2 separate regions of the Mus musculus genome follow, and region 2 is linked to region 1. Evidence: chromatin contacts called from public Hi-C data. All regions are on one chromosome and are shown on one strand. The core of a region is the stretch at or near the end of the contact, and the rest is flanking DNA. Distances in the headings are between cores, read along the strand shown. Region 1 holds the start of AW112010 (expressed sequence AW112010). Region 2 overlaps Ms4a12 (membrane-spanning 4-domains, subfamily A, member 12).

Region 1 (2,700 bases), core at 185-2,684:
TCTGCTGACATGAAATGTATAGCTTTAGCCTAACAACTAACAAATACATCTTAGTCATCTCTGCTTTCATTTATTCAGTGGTAAATATCAAAAAACGGAATCCTTATAAGCTCTTTCAGAGTCTTTAGTTGATTTCCTCCAAGTGCAAAGATGTCCCGAGTTCCTTGAGTTAGAATACACTCACCCTCTCAGAGCCCTAGGACACAGAGAATGGGTCTCCATTCTGGAGCCTCACAACCCAGTCTAAAAGCCCTTCACTCCTCCTCCTCAGAGGCAAGGGACCAAGATCAATGTTGAGTGACAGCTCTCTTGACCTGCCAGTCAACTTGATAACCTCCACCTATCTTCATTGTTGTGTTTTGTTTTGTTTTTTATTGCTCTGAAGAGACATATGACCAAGGCCACTGATTTTAATTAATTAACTTATTTATTAATTAATTAATTTGGAGGCCCACAGTTTCAGAGAGTTACAGTCTGCAATCATCATAATGGGAAGCAGGGCATCAAGCAGGCCGGCATGGCACTGGAGCGGTAGTTAAGAGTGTACTTCCTGCGGAGGAAGAAGAGAGGGGATCGGGGGAAGGGAGAGAGGGAATAAGAGAGAGAATGTGCACAGTGGGACACACCTCCTCCAGCAAAGCTACACCCCCTAATTCTTCCCAAACAGTTCCCAACCAGGAACCAAGCTTTTAATTTATGAGGTGGGGGGGTCTCACTCAAAGGACCACACCCTATGGAGAGCGGGGCCTTCTGTCTCTGCTGGGGATTGCCTCCTCTTCCTTATATTTCCATGTCACCTCTATTACTCCCAATCTGACCAGTCAGCTGGCTGTGCCAGCAGTGACTGCTTCCCTGTCACTACACAAGATCTTTCACAGACACTCTATGGGCTTTTTAGCAACGATAACAAGGTGGCACCAACAGGAGAGCTCATTAAACCTATTGTCCCTTGGTTCTGGAGGCAGGAAGTCTGAGTTCAGGGTGTCAGCAAGGCTCCATCCTTCAGGAGGACTGGGAGGAGAGTCTCCTCCAGGCTTCTCCTAGCCTCTGGCTTCTGGCAGTATAATAGTGAACTCTCCTTGTATTCACATCTGCTAATTCTTTAACCTACAACCCACGATGAAAATGCAAACACAGGAGATACACGCTTGAGTGTAATCCTGTGTCCTGCCTGAAACCACATCCTAGAGAGCCCTGAAGAATATCCACTGACCCATGTACTTGTGTTACTCTTACCAAAAAAAAAAAAAAAAAAAAATCAGCATTTGCTTTAAATCATTGAAATATCATATTATGTCTGCTTATTTCCATAGCCAAGGATGAAGCAGTTGTCTCAGGCAACACTGTACTGTGTTCCAAGCAAGGAATTTCCCAAGTGGGAAAAGGCTCTTGGGCTGTGTTTGCAGATCTTCCTGTTTGTTTGTGGGATAGGCCAACTAATTGTGTAAACTTCTCTCAGACTCGGGGTTTTTCAGTCCACTCCTGTTTAGCAAATAGTGCCCCAAAGCAATTCAAAGGGAAAGTGAAACTGACATTCTCAAACTTTATATAAAAAACCAAAGAGAAGATCAGCAGGAGTCTAGCAGACAACCTGAGCTGCAAGATGTCTCCCGTAAGTACCTCTTGATCTGTAAGGGGAAATCTATAGTGGGTAAGAAGGCCCATGGAAGGCCTCATCCCAGCTTACTGGAGAGAATGAGTGTCACCTTCTGTCTTTGAAAGCTTGCATTTAGTTTGTTATTATTTCTAAGTCTGTTTTTCCAGGAAGATATAGTTCTTGTGGGGTGGGTATCTCCTGTCTGACACCACAGAACTCAATTCTAAGCCTGGGATGTAGAGAGGAGACAGCACTAGGTAGGCATATGAAGGGCCAGCCAGGCGCTGCGGGAAATACACACACACACACACACACACACACACACACACACACACGCACACGGAAATATCTGGAAAGGACAAAGCAAAGGACTTAAGCGTAAGTTTCTCCTGGGTCCTCCTGTGTAAGTTCTTTCTGATTTTCTCCTCAGTTGTGGATCACTTCACTGACTTTTTCTCAACGTGCAGAGGCCTTAATTCCTTCCCCTTTTAAAATAGCTCTGTTCCAGCCCAGCAGACTTTTTAATGATCTAGCTTTCTCTAAAAGCTCAGAACAATGGCAGGAGTCTGTACCCTCTTCTGAAGATGAGGCACCCTGTATGTAGTTAGAATCTTCCTCTGCCCTAGAAAAAAACATTTGATACAGGCCCTGCTCTCTCCATGTTAGCTTTGCCTTCCCCCTCTAGCCTTTAACCATCTCACTTTTCTGACTGTTCTTGTCCATGACCTCACATCCTACTCTTACCCAGAGGAGCCTCTCTGTTTTGCTCCAGACTGCACCTAGAATTGTCAGGGTCAGAGTCCAGGCTCAAGCAATCCAGATTCATCTACCCAGTCCTTAATGGGCCAACTAAACAAATAAGAGTGGAAGGTAGAAAAAAATGAATTCATTGTGACTTCATTGAGAAGCAGAGCAAAGGGGTCCAGTGACTTGGCCCCACCTGGGCTTATCACTCAGTTTCTAACATGGAGTTTAAATAAAGAGCCAGAGGTATGCAAAGCGAAGAATTTCTTTTTTTTTTTTTTAATTTTTATTTTATTTTAATTAGGTATTTTCTTCATTTACACTTCCAATGCTATTCCAAAAGTCCCCCATACCCTCCC
Region 2 (2,700 bases), core at 162-2,661, 180 kb before region 1:
TAAAGCTGCAGCTGCTCCTCATCAAGATGACAGCAAGGATGGGAAACTTATATCCACATTTTGTTCATGGATAACAATTGCAGGAACAAATCTGAAGTCAGATGTAGGAGTGTCCCATCTGAGATGTAACATTGGCTAAAAATGGGTCCATCACCTCTCAGAAGCTGTGTCTAAAGGATGATGTAATCTGTGGATGTACAAGAACTGTTCAAAGAGAAGGTTCATAGCTTTCACAAGGTTTAGTGCATCTCAACAATATATTATTGTTTTAGCATAATTCATGAAATTATTTTTCCTTTAATTCAATTTAAATTTATTTGGTACCTATTCATTGAGGAAATAAACACAGAAGTTTCTGTGGCTACAGTCTTCCTGGGTAGATAAAATATAATCGTAAACTTGGGACAAAATGATCTATGGAGATGTTTCTGAGCTTTGGACCAATATAGTAACTGTTGTTTCTCAGAAATCCATGTGTACTCTACAAAGAAAGTTTTGATAAGAGTTACAAAGCAAAAGATTTATCCCTTAGCATTGACAAAATACCTCTTACTTGGTATGATAACAGTTGCATACCAGCAATTAAAAAAAAAAACAACAAGGAATACTAGGATTGGAGAGACAGTGCTGTAGTTAAGAACATTCACTGCTCTTGCAGAAGACATTATCATTCTCAGAACCCACATGGTGGCTCATAACTGCATGTAACTCCAGTCTCAGGGTATCCAACCCTCAAGCCCTTTGGACATCCTTGAGCACCACCAGGCACACGTGTGATGCACAGACATTCATATCCACGCACAAAAAATAAAAAAATATTTTTTGAAATAAAAAAAATATGAAATAGAAAAGCAAGTAATGCCATGGGTTTTACATCTTAAAATGTGAAAAGAATCCACAAAGAATAAAAGCAAATCCATTTGACTAGTATATCAAGACAACTCTGAACGGGTGGAACCAAGCTGAGTCCTAAAGGACAGATTGTAAGTAAGTTTTGGAGATAGTCCGCTGTTATGCATTCTGGGAGTCTGCCCCTTTATAACTGTTTACCCTTGGGCACTTGATTACCTTCTTTTTGTTTTTCATTAGGAATTAGCTGGCTACCACTACTGTGGTGCTTAAAGAGTTAAACAATCAAACCATCCTAGTTCTTGTTCTTTTTTATTTACATCTTTTCTTTTCTTTTTTTTTTTTATTTTTACATTCCATATTTTATTCCTCTCCCAGTCCACCCTCCTAGACCGTTCTACATCCCATATCTCCTCCCTGCCCCCCTGTCTCCAAGAGGTTGTCCCCACCCCAGGTCCCTCCCTCCCTTCCCCCTTGTGGTTGCTTTCTTCTCCCTCCCAAGCAGGACTCGGGCATCCTCACTTGGGCGCTTCCCCTTATTGGCCTTTTTGAGTCCTGTGAACTGTATCTTGGCCACTTGATTTCTTATGGTTTTATGTCTCCATCTAGTTGGTGGAACAGTGACAGAGTGTTATCAGGCATGTGACTAATATTCTAGGAGTGACTTCATTTCCATCGATTCCTTTTCTCGTGACTAGCATTGCCTGGACAGAGAACTGTTTTACTTATACAAGACAGCCCCTGTCACCTCAGTCGCAGCAGTCTTTACAAACAAATGTACTCATGGGGATACCAGGAGATGCTGAAGTAGTCATACTTTCTAAAGACTTCTTTGTAGTTCATTCAGAAATCAAACAAAATTTATTAAAATGTTTATTATGTGTATACATGTGTATGTTTGTGTGTCTGTGTGTATCTGTGTGTGTGCGTGCGCGCACACTCACACGCGTGAGCATGAGTTCGTGCATGCATGCATGCATGCATACATACATGCACACATACATGGAGATCAGAGGGCAATTTGAAAGACTCAGTTCTTTCCAACATACGGGGTCTGAGTATCACACACTGGTCATCAGACTAGACAACATATGTCCTTACCCACGGAACCATCTCACTAGCTCCTCAAAGGTTTTACCTGAGGCCCTTCCTCCCCTGCTGTTTCAGTATACATCAAAATATTCACTGTTTAGGTGAATTCTCGTGGATCACATGGACAGTAAATAAACAGGAATAACTTTGGTTGTGACAGTTATTTTAAAATGCCCCTTGGCTTTCTTTTTTAGGGAGTCCAAATCACAATTGGATTGATGCACATCGGCTTTGGAGTTGTTCTCGGGTTGCTGAGCACCTCATACAATATGACTTGGGCGTTTTCCTCTGTTGCTTTTATTGGTGGATATCCATTCTGGGGTGGAGTCTTTGTGAGTAGATTGCTAGAACACCTCTCCCTGTGCAGGATGGGTGTCCCCAGGCTGTTCACAGCAAGGTTCTTGAAAAGTTCTGTGTCTAATGGCTAGAGGGTTTTTAGAAATAATGGCTCTGATTGAAGAAAGGGGGCCCATCACTCCCAATTCAGGCTTACCTCCACTGCAACTTAAACTCATCCCTAATGCAGAACCAGTGTGTTGGCTGGAGGGTCTTGAAAGGGATGATCGAACATGACAAAGATATACCATTGACAGGATGAGGCTGAAAATAAGATGAAGTTGAGCAGGAGGCTCAGTCGCACATACAAACTCGGAGTCATCTGTCACTGAGTTCTTTACATTCAAGAAAATGAGGGTGGGGAATTGGAGATGTATCCCCAAAAGTTAATCTAAAGAAAAAATACTGAGCTGTATGTGACGG

What was found. A called contact is a pair of places that touch in the nucleus more often than the background predicts.
Region 2: a Hi-C map of bone marrow-derived macrophages shows a contact between it and region 1, with 17 read pairs. A contact is called at or near these places in 4 of 39 promoter capture datasets (hippocampal neurons, liver and neutrophils), 1 of 484 Hi-C or Micro-C datasets (bone marrow-derived macrophages) and 1 of 9 other capture datasets (liver).

What each region holds. Positions count from the first base shown.
Region 1 is chr19:11,049,300-11,051,999 of GRCm38.p6, reverse strand. It overlaps AW112010 (expressed sequence AW112010), which reads left to right and starts at 1,434. Exons shown (of 3, transcript NR_102366.1): 1 at 1,434-1,612.
Region 2 is chr19:11,225,137-11,227,836 of GRCm38.p6, reverse strand. Ms4a12 (membrane-spanning 4-domains, subfamily A, member 12) reads left to right here. Exons shown (of 7, transcript NM_001374133.1): 3 at 2,136-2,273. All of the region lies in intron 1 of 4930526L06Rik (RIKEN cDNA 4930526L06 gene), which reads right to left. Among named protein-coding and RNA genes, the nearest start is that of Ms4a12, 6.0 kb to the left of the region's middle.